Linked DNA regions of Ovis aries: region 1 is linked to region 2. A link is a contact called in public Hi-C data. All regions are on one chromosome and are shown on one strand. Each heading gives the region's core, a stretch centred on a gene start, on an enhancer-like site or on the middle of the called end of the contact. The rest is flanking DNA. Distances are from core to core; before and after follow the strand shown. Region 1 has its middle 660 kb from the start of QKI. Region 2 has its middle 500 kb from the start of QKI.

Evidence for each region. Hi-C and Micro-C count contacts between places; a contact is called where the count stands out from the background.
Region 1: a contact with region 2 is called in a Hi-C map of muscle, with 10 times the contacts expected there. The contact joins two enhancer-like sites. A contact is called at or near these places in 5 of 16 Hi-C or Micro-C datasets (hypothalamus, muscle, omental adipose tissue and 2 more).

Annotation. Positions count from the first base shown.
Region 1 is chr8:87,222,423-87,227,598 of ARS-UI_Ramb_v3.0, reverse strand. No RefSeq gene overlaps it. Among named protein-coding and RNA genes, the nearest start is that of QKI, 660 kb to the right of the region's middle. Within about 2 kb of position 3,923, at least 29 of the 54 cell types and tissues checked have an H3K27ac peak or open chromatin away from gene starts, as enhancers often do. A contact at or near this core is called in muscle and tail adipose tissue, where this site is marked.
Region 2 is chr8:87,059,926-87,065,665 of ARS-UI_Ramb_v3.0, reverse strand. No RefSeq gene overlaps it. Among named protein-coding and RNA genes, the nearest start is that of QKI, 500 kb to the right of the region's middle. Within about 2 kb of position 3,960, at least 9 of the 54 cell types and tissues checked have an H3K27ac peak or open chromatin away from gene starts, as enhancers often do. A contact at or near this core is called in muscle and tail adipose tissue, where this site is marked.

The DNA of each region.
Region 1 (5,176 bases), core at 2,674-5,173, 160 kb before region 2:
TGTCATTGACAGAGACTAAAATCCACACTTGTGTGACCAGGAATCTGTGCAGATCATTAGCTGAGAAGTGGCCCCAATACCCTACACCAGTTATGGACCGACATCTTCATCCAACCCTTCAACCTCACTTTGGGTAACTTTCCACTGGCTGCCTCTTCTTGTTGGGTCTTTGAAAAGCCAGGCTATGAATCCCATCAGGACCGTAGCCAGAATGCTCTATCTCAGGTCTCACCAGAATCCAATCCAAATGTCACCTCCCCCAAGAAGTCTTCCATGATCGTCCTACCCAAAGCAGTTCCCTGCTCATGGCCAGCATCACTGGTGTAGGACTAGCCCAGGTGAGGACACCCTGGGGCTCAGAAGTGCTCAGAGCACTCAGTTTTGTGCTCTGTCTGATCATCTTCAAATCTGTCACAACTTTCCAACGAAGGCTCTGCTTTGCGTTTTCTTTTAGTATTGACTCTGCAAGCTTTGCCGCCAGCTCTTCCCTCACTCCAGACTGCATTGTCCCATTCGGGTTTTCTCCGTGGCACTTCCATTATTCAAAGTGATCTCTTTTGTTAATCTATTTACTGACCTTTCCCCTCCGAGGATGTGAGCTCCAGCAGAGCAGGAACCTCGCCAGCCTGGCTCACCACTGCGTCTCCGGCCCCTGGAACAGGGCCAGGCAGGGGGTGAGTCTCAGAAGCACATGGTGAATTAATGACCAAGGCAGAGCACTAAAAATACAGCCGGGAGTGCAAAACACACAGAGAGGAGTTGATGGTAGCTGGGCTTTCTGCCATGGCTTCAGACTCATTTCCCCAACACCGGCTATCCTACCGAGGTGAGATGCTGATTAATAAAAGATGCTCGTGTCATCCACGAGTAAATTCATCCCGACAGGTCAAGAACCAAGATGAAACTTAACCGCTGAGTTCTAGCACGTCCTGCCAGGAGGCGCATCCCGGCGCTGCACTCTCTCCTCTCTTCCTCTTGGAATGCGGGGGTGTTCGGGATGCTTCCGCCTGCCATCTCTGTTCCTCCGGGAACTGACCTCAGCCCTGCTCCAGTGGTGGACCTGGCTGGCCTGGCTACCGCTGGGTTCACAGGTGAAATGTTGAGACAAAGGAGCCTCCACTGGGGATGCCAAGAATGTTCTTCCCGAGGCTCCAGAAGCGCTTCTGCAGGAACTCACTTTTCCGCTAATGATGGGCCTCAGGACTACTCAATCTTTGCTCACCATCCGCCCACAAATAAAACCCTCCATGGAAGGAGGGCAAGCCCAGAGCTGTGACCTGTTGGAGCTGGAGTCTTAGACTGAGCAAATCTGAATCTTGCCAGCTACACGTGGCTGATGACCTTCCTGTTGAAGCCAGTCTGGTCTGGTTCTACACTGCTGAGCGACTGAACTGAACTGAACTCTGATACTTGGAGGCAGCAGCATCCTTGGTGATTTGCAATGATCACTTTCTGCAGAAAGAGAACATCAGTGGGATAGACCTTCATTAGCACTTGCCTCGCTTGTATCTTCTCCTATTTTCCACAACAGGCAGTGTTTTAAAATGAACTTGACTTTTCGGCATGTTTCACTATACTCATGGCTGAAAACAGAGTTGTTGTTGTTTAGTCCCCAAGTTGTGTCTCTTTGTGACCCCATGGGCTGTAGCCCACCAGGCTCCTCTGTCATGGAATTTCCCAGGCAAGAAGACTGGAGATGGCTGCCATTTCCTTCTCTAGGGAATCTTCCCCACCCAGGCATTGAACCCACGTCTCCTGCTTGGCAGGCAAGATTCTTTACCACTAGGCCAAAAGGGAAACACTGAAAACAGAGATTTGAGCCTTTCATCGTCGTTTGCAGTTACGACCATTAAGACAGAACTTACGTCACAGAGTCTTTGTCACGACGGCGGGACTGACTGGCTGTAGTGAGAAGCAATCCGGGTTTAGGATCACAGTCCTGGGTCCATCCCGTCCTCTCCTGGGACCAAGACAAAGGCCCTGTGCTCTCTGAGTCTCCACGCCTCCTGCTGTGTGATAGCGTCCTCTGATCATTGTAAGGACATTGACCTCAGAAGGTCGTTATGAGGATGTGGTCCACTAATGCACACAGGCGCAGGGCCAGGGCCTCATAAGCAGTGAGAGGTCCACACGGACCCACGTGGACTACCACTGTCACTTTTCCAATAGCCAGGAGGAGCAAAGGTGCATAGCTGGTCCCTGCTCGTGGGAAACACTAATGTCCTTGGGGAGATGGACTGAAGTTGTTTGCAAAAAGATAACAAGGTGCTAACTAGGATGAATTGCAAGTGTCAATGGTTTGAAGAAGAGGAAGTGTCCACCAAGGCTAAGGCAGAAGGACCTTCTGGTGAAGATGGGCAGAGGTGGGCATGCAGAGAACTGGACCCAAGACCGGGTCTGACACCTCCCAGGGAAGCAGAACAGGAGGGAGGGAGGAGGGGAGAGTCCAGCTGGTGGCCGCAGAGGGCGGACTCGGCTCCAGCTTAGCGAAAGAGACTAAGAAACCCCCAGCAGAGGCAGAAATGGGTGTTTCATGAAGGGCTCTGCCTTCCAGCTACATCCAGACGGCGGTTGTCAATATTCTCCGAAACAAAGCAATAATAAAAAACACACAAAAAGCTTTAAAGACAATTCGGCTTAATTTTAAGACAGATAAGTAAATAAGGATGAGAGGACAGAATCCTGAAGAGACCATTAAAGAGATATTTTACCAAGTCCAGGTTTGAGAGGATGTATGTGGCGTGATCGGGGTGGGGATGGGGTGGGGGTAATACAAGGATGATGGTGGTGATGAAAGCACCTCCGTCATCTCTGTCTCTCTACCCAGTTCATCTTCAAACTAAATAGAACACATTTTTCCCCCTAAGGATTAGTGGGAAAGGCGAAAACAGAGAAAATATTGGTTTTTTAAAAATTAATTTGTTTCTTTTAATTGGAAGTTAATTACTTTACAATACTGTATTGGTTTTGCCATACATCAACATGTATCCACCACAGGTATACACGTGTTCCCCATCCTGAACCCCCCTCCCTCCTACCTCCCGGTAACATCCCTCTGGGTCATCCCAGTGCACCAGCCCCAAGCATCCAGTATCATGCATTGAACCTGGGCTGGCGACTCATTTCATATATGATATTATACATGTTTCAATGCCATTCTCCCAAATCATCCCACCCTCTTCCTCTCCCACAGAGTCCAAAAGACTGTTCTATACATCTGTGTCTCTTAAAATGTTAATACTATAGTTCTTAAAAAGGCAAGGAGGAAAAGGAAACAGCCCTTCCGACCACAAGAGGGTGCTGCTGGCTCCAGGAGCAGAGCCGACACCTAGCCAGGGACCAGCGGGAGGGCTGCCCGAGGCCGGTCTGCAAGGGGTCGCCTGGGCAGTGCAGAGTGGGGACTGCCCCCGGCCTTTACCCGTGGCCTGTGGCATCCGTGTCGTCCTGAGACCACAGAAGGCATGGAACCCTTATCGCCCAAGGCCTCTCAGACTCATGCTGGGCACGTCAGGACCGGGACTTGTTTTAAAGGGACCAGTCACTGCGCAGGCAAAGCAGGAAGGTCCTGACCCCCCGAAACTGGGCTATAGGATGTTCTCCGCCTGTGAGCTCCACGCAGAGAAGGGTTTAGTCCCCCACGGCTCCCAGTGACACCGTCCGGCCGAACTCCATTTCCCAACCCCGCAGACCAACTAAGAGAACGCCCGGGCACCCAAGATTAAAAATAGGATGTTGCCACCGGGTGCCTGGCCGGCTGGCAGAGACACAGGACCTTGGGATAACCTGGAGCCCTGCCAGTCGGCTGTCCTCGCGCTTGGCCACCCCCCGGGAAGGGGAGGGGGTGGAGGTTTACAAGGAGTCCTGCCAGGAAAGGGCTGGGAGCAGGGGAAGGGTGGAGAAATGGTTTTCCTGTGAGTCAAGGGACAACAGCTGTCACCACGGAGGCAGAGGAGGTCGGAACACTGGGTCCAACCCCTCAGAGGAGCCGTGGCAGCTGAGTCAAAACAAGCAGTCAGAAACTTGAGGCCCTTAAAAATACAGTAATTCATGCGACATCAAAGCAGTGATTAGCACAGCTTCCTGGCTGTCTCCCTCTGTTTATTTATAGCACATTACACATTTTAATGCTATTTTCATAAGGTGCTTCAGCTGCTGTGGTGCCATATTTGGGACCAAGTGCCTCAGAAGTGCTACAATTAACAGCACCCCAGGCCCAGCCACACAGGAGCCCAGTGTCAATCCCAATGACAACAGCCTCCCAAGAGGAGGCATGGAAGAGAAAGTGTCCCAAGGCTCCCAGTGCCCTGTGAAGCTGGCTGGACGACAGGATGGAAGGGGGCGCAGAGGAGAGGGGAGGGGAGGAGAGCGCAACCGCCAAGTTCGTCTGGATGAGTCCTGTGGGGAGGATGGTCAGCCCTCAAGCCTTTATGCAGAGCCTGCTTTTATTAGGGCACAGAACCTGGCCCTTTGAGGGTGGAGTTGTTCACTGAACTCTGGAGTCCACCCCCCTTGCCCCTCCCCAAACTAGCTCTATTTTAAACGCATTTGAGTTTGTATCAAGGTCAAGGATGAGAGGAGGAAGGAAAAGAGAAAAGTCACAGGAAACATTCTCATTCCTCCCAGGAACTTTCTTTGACCAAAGGTGGATCATTTAGGAAACAGAACCATCCCATTTCATATCAAATAGACAAGATGCACTCTTCTTGCAGATAAATTTAGTATCAGTGTCTCCAAGTCTGACTGCGCTTTACGATTAGTCCCCTTGAAAAATGCAAGTGGGCGAATTTGTGCCATGGGAAAAATATGTCATCTCTGCATCCAGAGATAAAACAGGTGGGGGAAAATAACAGGGGGTCAGGAGAACTAAAAAGCCTCTTGATGAAAGTGAGAGAGGAGAGTTAAAAAGTTGGCTTAAAGCTCAACATTCAGAAAACTAAGATCATGGCATTTGGTCCCATCACTTCATGGCAAATAGATGGGGAAACAGTGGAAACAGTGGAAACAGTGTCAGACTATTTTTTGGGGTTCCAAAATCACTGCAGATGATGACTGCAGCCATGAAATTAAAAGACACTTACTCCTTGGAAGGAATGTTATGACCAACCTAGATAGCATATTCAAAAGCAGAGACATTACTTTGCCAACAAAGGTCCGTCTAGTCAAGGCTATGGTTTTT
Region 2 (5,740 bases), core at 2,711-5,210:
AAGTGGAAGGAGAAACAGTAGCAAAGACAGGGGCTTCGTGAGGCAAAGTGTTTAAGAGTTATAGGGTGAGCTGAGGGAGTCGGGGACAGAGGGGGAAGAGAGAGAATTTGGTCCAAACAAGTAGAAGACCCAGGTCAGTCCCCAACATTCACTGAGAACTGAAGACCCAGAATCTAGAGCAGAGCAACCGAGAACTGGCATAATTGCCAGGATGAAGCTTGGACTGTGGGATTATCTTTCTGGTATTAAAAGAAGCTGATCAATTTCCACCCTCTCCTCCCCTCCACAAGGATTATTACAAGAGCCGCTGGTAAGATCTGTTATTTCACAGAAAAATGGGGTTTTGAACATGTTAGTCAGATTGTCAGGCTAAACCTCTCGAGTGTGTGGCTTGAACGTCCGTCGGGATGACGTCTTTATCCATTCAGGAAGCGTTTACTAGACGCTTGCTGAGAGTAATGCACAGTTGGGGGCGTGCCAGAAAAACTCGACCTGTGCTCCCAAGGTCCTTGCAAGGTTGGGGAGATAATGGCACAGGGGTGAGTCAGAGCACGGCGTGAGCGCCACTGAATACACCGTCAGCAGAGCATACCTGGGGCTCCAAGAGAGCAAGGCGGGGGAGGAGGTAGGTATGAGAAGCGCACCAGGGGCTTCCTGCAGGAGGAGGCGCTGGAGAGGTTAGGAGGGAGCCAGACCCTCCGGCACGAGGAGGCCTTGTTTCCAGAATAAGATGTCCTGTGCCCAGGTCAGGTGTGGCCGGGCCACTGGATCCTTAGGTGACAGCTGAGTGGTTAGGCTTTTAGGGGCAGTGGTGCAGAACGGCTGGCAGCTTCAACATCATCTTACAGAGAAAGCCCCAGGTCCCTGCAAGAGTGTGGGAACCAGCTACAGTGGTTCCCACTGTAAACTCTTGAGAGTTTAGCAGACTATTTGTAAAAAGAACTGCCGTTCGACTTACTTTCCTTGTCTCAGAATACAAGTCATTTTTAGAAAAGCTAGTGCCTGGTCTTTGAAGACTGTAAGTAACTTGGAATTAGGGTGGCTGGATTTAGAAGATAGACATAGGATGCCAGCTAAGTTCGAATTTCAGGTGGACAGGGAGTAACTTTTGGGTGGAAGCATGTCCCGAGAATCGTTGGGCATTCTGAGTTTCGCCTGGGACCCCCGCTTGGAGGGAGTGAAGAGGCGCCCGGTGCTGTTCTAGGATGGGTGGGACGATGCATTTTGTTTTCAGGAGTGCAGGGCAGAGAGGCCAGCCATGCCTTCATGCACACAGCAGCTGTGCGCCTGAAAGGGACTTCCTGTTCTTTCTCATGTCCATCATATTTAGAACGGCCTTACATTTGAAGGAATCAAATATGTTTTCAGAGTAAAGAGTATTTCTGTCATGGCAAGAAGCAATTATCTAATTCTGGCCTGGAGAATTCCATGGACCAAGGAGCCTGGCGGGCTATAGTCCACGGGGTCGCAAAAAGCTGGACATGACTGAGCTACTAAGCACAATTACCCCACACATGTTAGTGTGTTTGATTTAAATCAAATATTTATATTTTGGTTTTTCTCAAAGGAGAAGCACACAGAAGAAAGCCTTTTTGCCAAGTCAGGATGCACAGCCCTGGAGGAGTTTCCATGAAGTTGCTGGTAAGTCCTGAGAGCCCTGGTCTGGGAGCTCTGGGTGGAATCCTCCGATCCCAGAAGGACAGACGGCACATCTCTCTCCTGCCGGAGCCCTCCGAGTCAGAAGCTGGAGCAGACGTCTTCTGACCCAGAATCAGCAGGGTGAGAGCAGAATTTACCAACAAGCTCAGGACATGGCGTTGAGAAGGAAGATCTCGGACTGGAGAATTAATTTTCTCTCCTTCCTGAGCAGAGCAGCTCTCCGCCTAAAGCCAAGAATCTTTCCAGAATGCAAGTCCTGAATGGAGACAGTCCAGTAAGCGCCGCGTGACCCTAATCACTCTGACCACGTTCTGCCACAGTTTGCAGTGGCCTACATCTAACACAGGGTCCACGTGACGCACTTCTCCGGAGAACAAGGCTGAAGCTCGGCCAGTGGGCCGGCGTTCCCCAGGGGACCAGGGGGTGCTCTCTTCTATAAACTAATCACAACTGGAGGGCTCTGGGGACAAAAGCCTGTGTGCTGGGCTTCAGCGTTTTCGGTGATATGATAACTAGGAACAGACCCCCGAGAAACAGATCTGGCTCAGACAGAACACGTGTTTACTAAAACGTGATCTGCACAATTAGATCCTTGTAAAGATCTCAAACTGGAAACCCAGCAAAATTAGATATTTCTCATGAGCTTTTATGTTTCCTAGTAAATATCCCTCTTGCTCAGTCACAGTTAGAAAATGATAAGCATCGGCGCATGACCACAGAGGAATGTTTTTGAAGTAGCAGATTTTAAGAGAAAGCCTGTAATTCTAATAAAAATAAGAAACCTTCCGTTTCAGACACCTTTTGATTTTATGAGAAGAGTTTGTTTTCGTAATATTTGTATCAGACCAGTTTGCTTTTTTCCAATATAGAATCAATACTGTATTTGCCTACAACTCTTTTAAGTCTTCCTTTTTTTAAACTGCCAATTGTTAAAGCATGTGTATAGAAGCTAAAGAAAGGTAGTATCTAAAAAATATTAGTGAATTTAGGTCTCAACAAAGATATTAGTAAGACTAGCACAAACATTGAACAAAGATTCAAGATGAATTAGACTCAAGATACTCTTAAAAAAAATCACTAAGTGTAAAAACACTGTCTCTCAGCATTAAAAACAGTAAAAATATTGATAAGCAATAGACTTCAATGTTATATACTTTGAAAACAGAATAAAACTGAAAGAAAATATTCTTTAAAACAGAACTCTTAGGAAAAAATGAGAGAAATATCATTTTGATATTCCTACACTGATATTCTGTGAAACACTTCCAAAAAGATTAATAAGAGTACCATGTAGAGGTCCACAGCCCAACAATTTTAGGGAAAACTCAGTGTGTTGTTTGAAATATTATTTTCATATTAAAGACTCTGATAAGTGCTGCAACCAAGAATCATGTTTGATTGCATTTAATCCACCTTTTTCAAAACTTCTTGCACGTAGGACCCCATTTCTTCCTGCATACCTATCAACAACCTAAAGACTATTTCGCAGGAAATACTAATTTGAGAAACAGTCCATGACTGAAAGAGATCAGGTTCCCTGCCTTTATCACCCAAACTTTCAAAAGGACATGAAGAGCTATTGAAAAACATTCATTGAGATGTTAACTCATGCAGTTAGTCAAAAGCATGCCATCTATTTTTTCCATAGCGTTGGTCATATTTCAGCCTCCTGGTCTCCTAGCTCTTGGGACAGACTCTCCCCTCCCCCCCAGCCCTCTCCCCGCCTCCCCTCGCCCAGCTCCATTTCCAATGGAAATCTGGTCCCCCGAACTTCCAGCAGGGGGCTCTGTCTGCTAATGCTGATGTGAAGGCCTTGAAGCTGGTTCAAGGTTAAGCAGGCTCAACAGCTAGCAAGCTATAAATGTCATTCTGGCGTTTAGGACACAGCATTACAAAAGTATGATCATGGTTCAAGAATGCTGCCAAGAGAGAAATCTGTGCTCAGAATTTTATTATTAGGTTTCGTCCTGTGTCCATTTTCAAATACAGTTAAGAGAGTCCAAAGGGGAAAAAACAAAAACCAAGGAGGATTTTATAAAATAAAAATCAAGTAATGACTGATACTGAAAAAAAAATCTTTAAGACTTAAAAATTTCCCTGCATGGTTGGCAACTCAAGGCTGCCAATTTTCTACCAAAAATAGTACAAGAAAACCAAAATGTGAAAGTACAGTTGAAAATGAACGGCAATAAATTACTTCTACTGAGATGAAGGACAGACACAATTCTTCAAGAAGGACCTCCCTGAAGGAAGGAAGCACCAGGTTTGGCAAAGTGTCTATTGGAGAAGTTCCTATCAGTGATCTGGATTTTTTTTTTTTTCTCTTAAACTTCTTTTCCACAGTCCCCTGTACACTGCCCCCACCCCCAACACACACACAAAAAAGAGCATTTCAAATATTCATAAATTGGACTGTAAAGAGATAAAAATATTTAGTTCAAAGGGAAAGCAACACTGCTTCAGCCAGAAGAGCTGGAAACGCGCCCAACAAGAAGGTCGAAGACGCAAATAGACAACAGATAGAACACACACCCACAACACTGCACTTTTGCTTTAGTCCCAGGACAGGGTGGCTGCTTGGAGGGGGCCTGGCTCCCACTGGGGAAGAAACCTGCCACACGAGCGTGAGCGGCTAATGAATTAAGGCCTTTGCAGGAGAGTGGAACAGTTTACTCCCGCCCGAGCCTCAGGAGAGTTTGTGTGGAATACACCCACACCACACAAAACACCTCACGGCAAACCAGGCCAAGCCTTTGCCATTTTTTTTTTATTGAAAGGCCAAATCCAGCTCTATACATCAGCCAGACGTGAAACCAGTGCATGGCTCTCCCATCGCCCCATAATCATGTGTACAGGACTGTGAGAATGTGACCACTTTTATCCGATGTGTTGATCTCCTTAGAGGTCAGCCTGATGTAAAGATGTTATTCCCATGTACTCTGTCCTTTCACATACTGTTTATTTCATCCCAGAAACCAGACTGTTGCAATGCTCGCAGGGTGTGGCCTGTAAACTGTGTGCAGGGGGCAGACGTGGGGAAAACACAGCATGATATAAGTAAAGGGTAATAAAAAGACCTTCCACTTTCACTGGGAAATGTGACCACAGAGGAGAGAGAGCCTGTGCTCTGGGCATTCCTCACCGAGCAAGCTCTTCAGGACACACTGCAGCTGTTTCTAGCTCCCAGCAGGGAGGATCCCGGTGGGATGGCACACAGTCTGGCAGGAGCGGGGAGACGGGCCACAGAGCTCGTCAGAATCCCCTGCCTAAACTCCCCAGGCCCAGGCCTCACCCAGCCCAACCTGCAGGGCTCGGAAACTAAATCTGAGAGCTTGTGTCTAAGAGTTAGTGGCAACTAAACGCTAAAAGCAAACAGTTTCATAGAATCAGACCAACCCAGAGTTTTCAAAGCAAGTATCAGTAGAAACAGATATGCTGGCAAATACTTAGATGGCTAACTCAGGGAATAAAGGTGTGATTTGTAGAACCAGCCAGTATCTGTGGTATAAATACTTTCATCACGGCCAGCTTCAAGTCACTGTATGAGACCACTGGATGCAGAGTTGGGAAGAAATACATGTAATTGGCCCTTAAGCTTGGCTCTCTGTGTAGCCCTAGCAGCCCAGAGCAGGTAGGTTAAGGCAGGCTGAGGTGTCCCGGCACCTCCAGACTACAAAGCCAGGAAATCTGCTTAAAACACAAAAATAATTTGGTTCAGGAATCTTTGGTCCAGCACTGGAATGGCTTCTCTTTATCCTAAATTAGAATTTGTTTAAAACAGATCTCGAAACAGCCTCTTGATGTTTGTTAAACCCCATAAACAAAACTATGTTATGTTTAAAAAGCAGTCTTCAATATCTTAAAAGTAACTTTTTCAAAGCTACTTTTCCATACACTCTGGCTGAGTCTTTGTCAGAGACAAAGGCCCTTCCTGAAAGCACTATTTAAAAATATGAAAAAGATATGGACCATGTATTTACAGCTGTGCATTTACTCTGGCATAATTTGGATGATTAATTTTCAAGTCATCTTTTCTTTTTTTTTTTGCCCCCCTCTTCAGCCTTTCTCCCAGAGTTTCCTG